Linked DNA regions of Siniperca chuatsi: region 1 is linked to region 2. The links are chromatin contacts, called in public Hi-C maps. All regions are on one chromosome and are shown on one strand. The core of a region is the stretch at or near the end of the contact, and the rest is flanking DNA. Distances in the headings are between cores, read along the strand shown. Region 1 overlaps LOC122870038 (inactive ubiquitin carboxyl-terminal hydrolase 53-like). Region 2 holds the start of LOC122870037 (myozenin-2-like).

Evidence for each region. Hi-C and Micro-C count contacts between places; a contact is called where the count stands out from the background.
Region 1: a contact with region 2 is called in a Hi-C map of skeletal muscle, with 5 times the contacts expected there. The contact joins the enhancer-like site here to the promoter of LOC122870037 in region 2. A contact is called at or near these places in 3 of 3 Hi-C or Micro-C datasets (liver, skeletal muscle and an unstated tissue).

The regions. Positions count from the first base shown.
Region 1 is chrLG22:10,603,049-10,607,927 of ASM2008510v1, reverse strand. It overlaps LOC122870038 (inactive ubiquitin carboxyl-terminal hydrolase 53-like), which reads right to left. Exons shown (of 17, transcript XM_044183641.1): 14 at 4,318-4,385. Among protein-coding and RNA genes, the nearest start is that of LOC122870038, 33 kb to the right of the region's middle. Within about 2 kb of position 3,082, the one cell type or tissue checked has an H3K27ac peak away from gene starts, as active enhancers do. A contact at or near this core is called in liver, where this site is marked.
Region 2 is chrLG22:10,554,051-10,558,755 of ASM2008510v1, reverse strand. It overlaps LOC122870037 (myozenin-2-like), which reads right to left and starts at 1,929. Exons shown (of 6, transcript XM_044183637.1): 1 at 1,583-1,929; 2 at 600-692. The coding sequence starts at 684. It overlaps LOC122870033 (synaptopodin-2), which reads right to left. Exons shown (of 5, transcript XM_044183616.1): 5 at 4,588-4,705.

The sequences.
Region 1 (4,879 bases), core at 1,833-4,332, 48 kb before region 2:
TGAGTGGCTGAGGACCATCTGTGATGTGTCAGCATACCCTCTTTTTCCCCTGTGCTCTCTCAAAGCATTAGTGGCTAAATCCTTTGTGCTGGCATGCAATTACACCGGGGTCAGACTCCAGACTCCAGATCCCCTCCACAACACTATTGCATTTTTAAGCCGCTAAGTCCATGTGGCAATTCACAATTTGATGACGCTGATCTGCAATGTTGGCAAGCAACTGTAACAATATCATTCTCAAAACCAAAAAGGGATGCAGTTTACAATGCTTTCTCCCGAGAAAATGCCCTCGTGTTTAAGGTCACATGCACTGTTGCCAAGAGAAAGCTTGAAGGAGAAAGCAGCTGGATAACAAAGGGCAAGGTGACAGTGTTGTTGGGTTGCAAGACTCTCTGTTACTGTTCAAATCAAAAGATTTTTCAGACAACAGATATCAAATATTCGCTAGAATTCCATCCGAATTTAATGTAAAACAATTCCTCAGGGTCTGGCTGATCACCAGAAAACATTAATTTCAGTGGAATTTTGGAATCACTGCTGTAGCTGCAAACGCTAGCAGAACAGATGTACTCAAGGTGTCCTGTTGTTTACATGGCCTACTGCACTTGCCTGGGAAACCGTCCATGTACTGTGATTGCATGGATTAGACTGTGGTTCAGTGGCATTTAATGTATTATCTAAACTGCACCAAGTGGTGTGCAATAAAATTTCCCTGACATTCCCATGTTAACTGGAAAGCATAACGTCAAGTTGCTAAATAGGATTAAAGAAAGTGAAGCTATCTCATATGCATACATGTTTTTTTGCACTTTCCAAATGTCTGAGCAATCAGTGGTCGACTTATTAAGAGCCATGCTGTGTGTGCTACTACATACAAATCTTTTTATACTCTACTAATGTAAATCACTCACAGACTTGTCTCTAATCCCATTCCAGCATAAAAGGATCACTCTGAGAAAAGTTCAAGAGAGACACCTGTTTGGGGCCTGCTGTTATCCACTAAAAAGTTATTCAGGACATTTAACTGAGGGGCACAGACAAGTGATCTGACATAATTTCAATTATTCCAACTGCCAGAGTGTGAAACTCCCAGAGGAAATAGAAAATGTGCCTCTATACAGACCATGAAAGCAACCCCTAACTAGGTTTTGAGAAATTGTACATGCAAAAATTCCTGACAGCCCTTTGAAGTTTTGTTGATGCCACAAACAAACAAAAACTCTACACATTTCAGAGCTAAGGCTCTCAAGTCGAGATTTGTAGTTCTCTGCGCTCTGCTGTCTGGGGTACTTAAAATTCTTGAGCATCAATCAGACTCGCATGCATATTTGCAGTTCAGCTTTTCATTAAGACCTGAAGTGTGTGGGGAGGAAAAATTAACCCTAGAAAAATGTCAAGTTCTGCCAGTGCCCACAACTCCAAAAAGTCATCGCAAATTCTTAAAAGAAATCATTCGGAATAGCCTTTGTTTCTGTGTGTGTTTATATAGCACAGGCATAGGAACATTAAGCCAAATGCCACAATAGAAACATGTATTCATGCCATGGCATTAACACTACGGTTATCACATCAGTCACCGGCTTGTTAAGTGGCATCCATAGATGGGCTAAGCCGAGTAGCATTACAGCTCTCAACACGCTAACTCATGGACACACATTCACTGCAGAAGATGTACGCAAACTAACCCAGTGGATAACAAATCCATTTAATCGGATGAAGGATCAAATTCACCATGATTCCTTTTTTTTGTTTTCTGAACTTTGCATCACAAGCCGGTAAACTACTTACCTCATACAAATTATAATTTGGGGTTTTACACATACATGAGGGCAAAGTTAAGTACACAACTATACTGTTTGTGTAGTCATAACTTTGAAGATGATATGGTCATGTGCAAACTGAGTTATAAGAAGACTCTTGATGAGGTGTGCAAGAGCCACTAGAGCCAATCGGGACAAGGCGTGATTCACTGTCAAGATAGCAGGTTGAAGTGCATCCATCTGCTGGCAGCCGTGACCTTTCACACTGTTATAGACAGGATGTTCTGCTACCATTTTCTTATACTGTAGCTCAATGAGATTTATTCACAAGGACAAAAGGTCGTCATTAAGGTGACTAAGAAGGGCCCCAACCCAGACGTCAGGTCCCTTATTTGATGAAGCAAAGGATCATAAGAATAAATGCCTGTGGTCAAAATGTCAACTGAACTCCTCACAACTGTCCTCCCACATCTGTGTGCTTTTAGAAAGGATTTTGGACTTTAATGGACTACTGGAATCTGCTCAGCCTTCTCTGAAACTGCAGCTCACGACAGACTGCCACCACTGAACTCAGGCCAAATTGACTTTGGACACATTTACTGCAGCTTGTCAATACAATATGCAGACAGCAGAGGATAAAAATCCCATAGTGACTTTAAAATAGCTACTTAGCCAGGTTTAGGTTTAGCAATGAACAAATCAGCATTTCAAGCCATTCATCAAATGAATCAACAATAAGTCAAAACATAGCTGTAGATACTTTCTAAATACAAAAATAAGTCTTGTGAATTTTTACAAATAAAAGAGGAGGCATGTGACTGAATGTGGTTAAGTGTGTGATCTGTAGACACTGTCATATCTATAATCATCATCACTAGGAGACAAACGACTTCATACAAAAATTTTACATTTCAGATATACCTTTGTAAAATGTACAAATGTAGGTTTGTGCAATCAATTATGACCACAGATTTGATCAGATAAAGACTAGCATTAATGCTAATTTCAAGGAAAATACTTTGATATATACTTTTATATATCAAAAGGGATAATAAATAACAATGCCTGCAACAGAAGTGTTCATCTCCTTGACAGTGATTATTTCACATTAATCACTCTGCATGTGCAGATGCTCGCAGGCCAATGACAAGACCAGCATTCAGCACTATGCCTTTCTGCTTCTGTTTCCCCAACTCACCGCACTTGTGTAAAAGCTATTTTTAACTCTGAATAAAACTAAAGATAGATAAAACTGTAGCTGCTGTTTCTGTGCTGTATTTTGTAACTCTTTGGGACCACAAACTAACTGCAGTGCTACAGAATGGTATTTTCATTGCCTCATGTTTGAATACCACCTTCTGACAGGCCCAGTCATGGCATTTTCTGCCCGGCTGGGCACAGCTGGGTGGCCCCTACAAGCTCACTCATCTCCCCCTCTTATTCAGGATTAACTCAGTGTATTCCTGCTGAGGGAATTAGTAAGGCATTTTCCAAGATATTTGTAAATTTAAAAGATATTTTCCTTCTTTTTCTCTGTACTGATACTGTGTATCACAAGCAAGCATGTGCTAGATAAAGATTGTGAAGAGTGTCCAGGCGACAAACCCCCTAGAGCTATTCATGTCATCTAATCTCCCTCTATCCTGTCTGGAAGATAAAAATAACCATTATTGCAACATGACTCATATTTGAGGTGTATAATTTTTTATTTTTTACATGTTTTTAACAGTAGTTGAACAGATTCCCCCCCCCAGATTTTGTATCCCCAATGGATCCAAAAGTTTATAACATTATTCATCACTGCAGTTAACAGTTAAAATCCTTGAGGTTCTGTTTTTACTATTTACCACGTTTCCTTTTTATGTAATATGTGAGGAAGGACATAAAACCTAACACAAACCAGGATTTTTATTTCTGTCAATAATGTTGAAAGTGTTTCACTTAGCACTGGGAGGAAGGAGAAAATCAGCTTCATCTCTAGAAAAATCAGTTCTTTACCAGTTTTCCACTTGGGTTGATGTTTTCTTTTGGCTTGTGTACATTTCTCTGCATGCTGCATTACATAAACTTTGCTCAGGAAAAAAGGTCAAGGCCAATCAGTGAGAGCACACTTATTTCCATACAGTATCCATTCAATCAGGTTGTGACCTTACCACTACTGATGGAACAATAAATCAAGGAAATTGCTTAGTATTATCTTAATGTTTCAGATCCTTACAACACATGGAAGTCTATTGGGCAGAGGAACTTGCTTTAATGTCAGGGCCAAGCCTTTGTGAAAGACTGATACTTTAATTTGTGACTTATTTCCACAATGTAAGAAAATCTATATTTATATGTGTAAATTAATAATGGATAAATATTTTAAATTTTCATTTTTTTGTTTTAATGAAATCTCTACCAAATGTCTAAAAATAACATATCTTAACCACTGCATATTTAAATGCTAGCTCTCAAGATGGTGTACATGTTTTGCCAGGAATATAATTAATAAGCAGACATCACTACAACATAGTTTTGGTGTGCAGAATTAAAAATGTGCGAGAGAGTTACTTACCAGTGGAAAATGTAGAGTGCAATATGTCAGCCTTCAAATCATCACTTCTTCTCTGGGGGAAGTGATCCCTAAAATACAAAATGAATTAAATTATTCATGCATTGTGGATTGCCACAAGATATTCCAGAGCTTGATCTTTACCAACCACTTAAAAGGACTAAGATGGATCCTTGCTGTGAGCAAAAAAGGGGAAATAAACCCTTATGAACTAATATATATTTTTATCACGGATGTTTTACAATTTTGTAATCTGGTACTAATTCCTGCAACATTCTTTTCTTGAATGGGAAGAAAGCACATCTTATTGTCAAAACAACAAGTGCTCATGATTTTTTTATGTTTTTTTCCTTTGTTGTCTACTTTGTGGCACCTGCAGTTGTCTTTTTTTAAGGGCTATGCTTTGTATCTGCTATCAAATGTATTAAGATGTTGTAATAAACCAAATGAAAACTGGTGGAAAAAAGTAACCTACAAAAGTCATACTGTATTACCAAAATAAAATTACGAATTTTATACATTTTCAGTGACTTCAGGACCTTATCCAATCACAGAAAATTCTTAA
Region 2 (4,705 bases), core at 680-3,179:
GTTTTGTGGTTAGTGCCGCATGCTAGCTACTGCATGCTGATCATGGAGATGTCATAGGCCTATATCCAGGTGTGAGGCGCATAATTTGCCAGAATATCTTTCAGCTGTCAGCAGTCTTCAGACCCTCCCTATCCCAGCCACACAGTTGTCCTCACCCTGAAATAGCGTGTTCAAAGGACAACGATAAAGGGATTAGTTACTTTGACCTGTAAAAGTATTCATTTACTTATTTATAGTCAGGGTCGTAGAAGGGAGGGTTGACAACTGCTGCACTGGCAAATGGTGGGCTCATACTTTATATAAAGTGAATGTGGCAGTGTCCAGTGCGTGTGTGTCAGACAGGGTGAGCTGGTGTTTACAGTAAAATTAATATGTCTGAGAATTAAATGTGTACTGTAAGCTATGGTGTTAAATCTGCGTCTATGTTGATACATGTGATGAAAAAAGAATGTAGAGGGGTGAAAGGAGCAGGATGTGGGGAGAAGGAGAGAAGGTGAGATGGAAACAGAAGCAAAGAAAGGATGCAACAAGAGAAAGAGAGAGAAACTGAGTGGTTAGAGGGATTAGAAAACCAGGAAGTGAAGAGGAAATGATACAACTACCTTCCTGGGCTTGAACCTCCCTGCAGATTGCTGCCGCCTGTATTTTCCTCTCCCTGGTTGTCATAGTGGAGAACTGTGACATGGCTGCCCCTGGGGAGTCAGGGGTGAGGCAAAAAGTTACAGGAGACAGCGCACATTAGTACAACCTGTTCAAACGTACAAAGAGACACAAAAGCAAGACAGCATGGCTGCATGTTGGCATCGATTGGCCAACATCAAGCATCCACACTACGCACAACCGAAGCAGATAGAATTTATTGGGGCAGTGAAAAGGGCAAAATTAGCACATCCCTTTAAATAACCTTGGGCTGTTAAACACCAAGCACATGCTTTTCAGACATGGCAACCAGCTGTGTCAGGGCCCAGGGGTCTGGGAATCAATATGTTTGAAATTACCCAAGTGGGCTGAAAGGACACACATAGAGAACATGGCGCTGTCACAGCAAACACATAAGACAGTGGATGAAATAGCACAGTGGAAAGTTTACACCAAGGTGTCAGTGAACACAACACAAATGTTTCATTCCAATCCAAAATACTTTTCAAAAAGTTTCCTGATGGAACAAAGGAGCATTTCATAGAAAATGCCAAAGTCTATTCACCGTGCAAACCACTTCATCATTTGGAAATCATTGGTTTCGGCTCAGTAGATAATAGACATGTTTGCAAAGTTTAATTGCAAACTTGTCTGGTTTGGGAAATGTTTGGGGATTTATGCATACTTGCTGCTGTTAAATATTAGGGATGTTCCCTACATATAAACGTCAAGCAAAAAGACAAAAAGGAGATGCATTTATCAAAAATATATTAACAAAAAATTTTTAAGAAAATTCTGAAATAAAATTCAACTGTGACACAAGACAAGCTGTGTGATTGACAGGAAAATGTAGAGGGAACCACAGTAGATGAATCATGCTTGATTCAAAGTGTCACGTTAGAACTAGACAGCACACCTGTGGAGAGCCCTTGTGATGGCTTACCTGTCCTGAAGGACCCTCAGGGGGGAGTCGCAAGTTGTGCCTGTCTCCTTAGGGTAGGAAGTCAGAAAGGTGAGAGGCAAGAGGGTCAGACTGGGTAGTGCGACCTGTGGTGGTGCTCACGCTCCCCGGCACTGGGGCTTGCCGTGGAGGGGACTGCAGTCTGAACCAACTGACAAAGTGACTGACTGACTGGGTGGGTGGGTGTCAGTTTGTCTGTTGTCATTGGTATTTAGTTCACTAGCGTGAATAAGAAGGGTAGACTAAATTTAGAGTGCTGCCACTGCTGCTCGCTTTGCCCTCCATCTATCTCTCTCTCTGCTAGTGTCATTACAGTAGCTCAGGATGGTCTATATCAGTGATTCCCAACCAGGGGTACTTTTGCAGTTGCCAGGGTATGCGGAAAGATGAACTCAACTAATTTGATAAAATATAATTTACGATTTGATTAAAAATATATATCCACATTCATAACACCTAAACAATTTTGTCATTAAGAGTGTCTGAAAACTAGTTAGTAAGTGAGCAGAAACAGTTAGCTAAAAGTTATGGATAATGGTTGAAACTGAAATAGATTGTTAAAAGTATGAATACATAGCTGAAATAGATAGAAATGCATAGCTACAATTAATGGATAAAGCTGAAATAGTAAGTTAAAGGCTAAATGGTTGAAATACTTGGATAAAAGTATAAATAGGCCTAGTCCTGCTATCCTCCACCCCCACAGTGACATTGTGGGGGTGGAGCTGGACTCTCTGTCAGTGGTGTCAGAGAGGAGGATGCTGGCCAAACTACATGCCATCTTGGACAGCGTCTCCCACCCACTCCATGATGTGCTGGTCAAACAAAGACTCATCCCCCCAAAAAGTACCACAGAGCGCCACAGGAAGTCATTCCTGCCTGTGGTCATCAAACTCTTTAACTCCTCCCTCTAAGTGTAGTCTGTATGACCCTAAGTCATTAAACTGGACATTGATCATTACATCTCTGCAATACTTGACATAATTGTGCAATATTCTGTGTAATACTCCTGTGCAATGTTTTAGTTTAAAATTCCCTATTTATTGATATTGATATTACTCATACCTCTATTACTGCTGTGCAATATCCTCCGTCTCATTATAACCTTAATAAGCTACACTTAACTTGACAGTTCATGCACTATTACTGTATACCATTTTATTATCATCAACCGGTAAACCCACTTTGTACTTCACACTTATTTTACTTTATACATATACCCACTTGGTACTTGATTTATTTTCTGACCTGTATTATAGTGCATTATATTTTTTGCTAGCACTTCTATTCCTGTGTGCACTGAAGTAAAGGGGACCTGCTGTAACAAAAGAGTTTCCCCTCGGGGATCAATAAAGTATTTCTGATTCTGATTCTGAAATTGCTTAAAATAGCCTATAGTTGAAACAGATAGCTATAAAACTCTGGGATAAATGGTTGAAATAGCCAAAAGTAAGGGCTAAAGCTAAAAAGATGGAAAAATAGCTAAAATAGATAGGCCTAGCTAAAAGTATGAACTGTTGAAATAGGTTAACGTTAGCTTAAAATATAAACAGTTGAGACAGATAGCTAAAAGTAATGAATAATGATTGAAATAGCTAAAAGTAATGGATAAGTTATATTAGTTAGCTAAAAGTAGGGGATAAATGGTTAAAATAGTTAAATAAATGTTCGAAATAGGTAAGATAGGATATGGATAAATAGCTTAAATAGATAGCTACAATTAATGATTTAACAGTTGAAATAGGCTAAAAATAAGTTAATGGATACAGACATGGCTAACAGTATAAATAGTTTAATAGATAGCTTATAATAATCGATACATTATTGAAATAGCTTAAAGATAAACAGTTAGCTAAAAGTAGGGGATAAATGGTTGTAATGTAATAATTAGCTTAAATAATAAATGGATAAATGATTGAAACAGCTAACATCCAGTATTATATCCACATGTATTCATTAGTCATTAGTTAAATAATATCCAGTTGCAAATCATTTAAAATGGACATATTTGGAACATGATGAGTGTTGTTAATGGGGGTACTTGACAACCACTGATCTATATGACTCACCTATACAAATGGCAATAATCTGTTGCAATCTTGCAGCATTGCAAATATACATGAATAGAAAAATATCAAAGGGATGAAAACCCCTGATAGAGCTTTAACATCAAAAATAAAGTTGTGTCAGCTGCAATTCTCTTTATCTGCGCTCCAAAATGTGCAGTGCACAGCCAACAATAAATATACTCAGTGACATCCAGCATGGGAACACGGACCCTCAGGGCCTGCAGACCAATCAGATACTATTTGTTTTAAATGCCATCATGTGATATAGGAGGGACTAAGGCCTAATAGGGTTCACTCACCTTATAATCCAGTCACCATGTTTTGATTGACCTTGCTCAATTAAATTTACCTCCTAAATATTTCTTTACTTGGTAAAAGAGACAAATAAAGGAAGGCAGGTTGAGTTTGCAGCACCCAGCGGGACAGGAAAGCATAAGGTTGGATGTTAAAAGCAACAAGTTCATTGACATACTGCAACATCTGGCATAAAGATAACTATGCCAGGAACCCCATACACTGAATGAAATGTTTCAAAGCTATGTGTGTTGCACTTTGTGGTTGTTCATACTCAGATTCAAGCTCCACCCTTTTAATAGCATTTGAATTCCGCACAGCATTTTCAAAATCTAAACTGGTAGGGAAATAATTTCTGTTTATCATCACCCTCTGTGTCCTTATCTCTCATTCTCTAATGGTTCAGCTACAGTGGTTACCTACTGTTATTATGTAACTGGTGGTCACCATGGGAACAAGTCCCCACCAACCCCTCCCAACCCCCTCCGCTGGATATGGAGTGAGCGACTATTCAAGACAGCACATCACACAAAAAGCTTCATGGGATGATACAGCAAGCAACAAATGGCCCAGAGCCAAGTATGTTATGCTTGGAATAGAGAGCAAAGAGCACAAACACAATAGTGCTATTTGGTTGTATTTATTTTGTAAAATGCTTTATGTGAATCCATATCTGAATTACTTTGGAACAGAAATTGATTACTGGTCTTGTATTATGACCATAATATGTTTGAATGGAAGC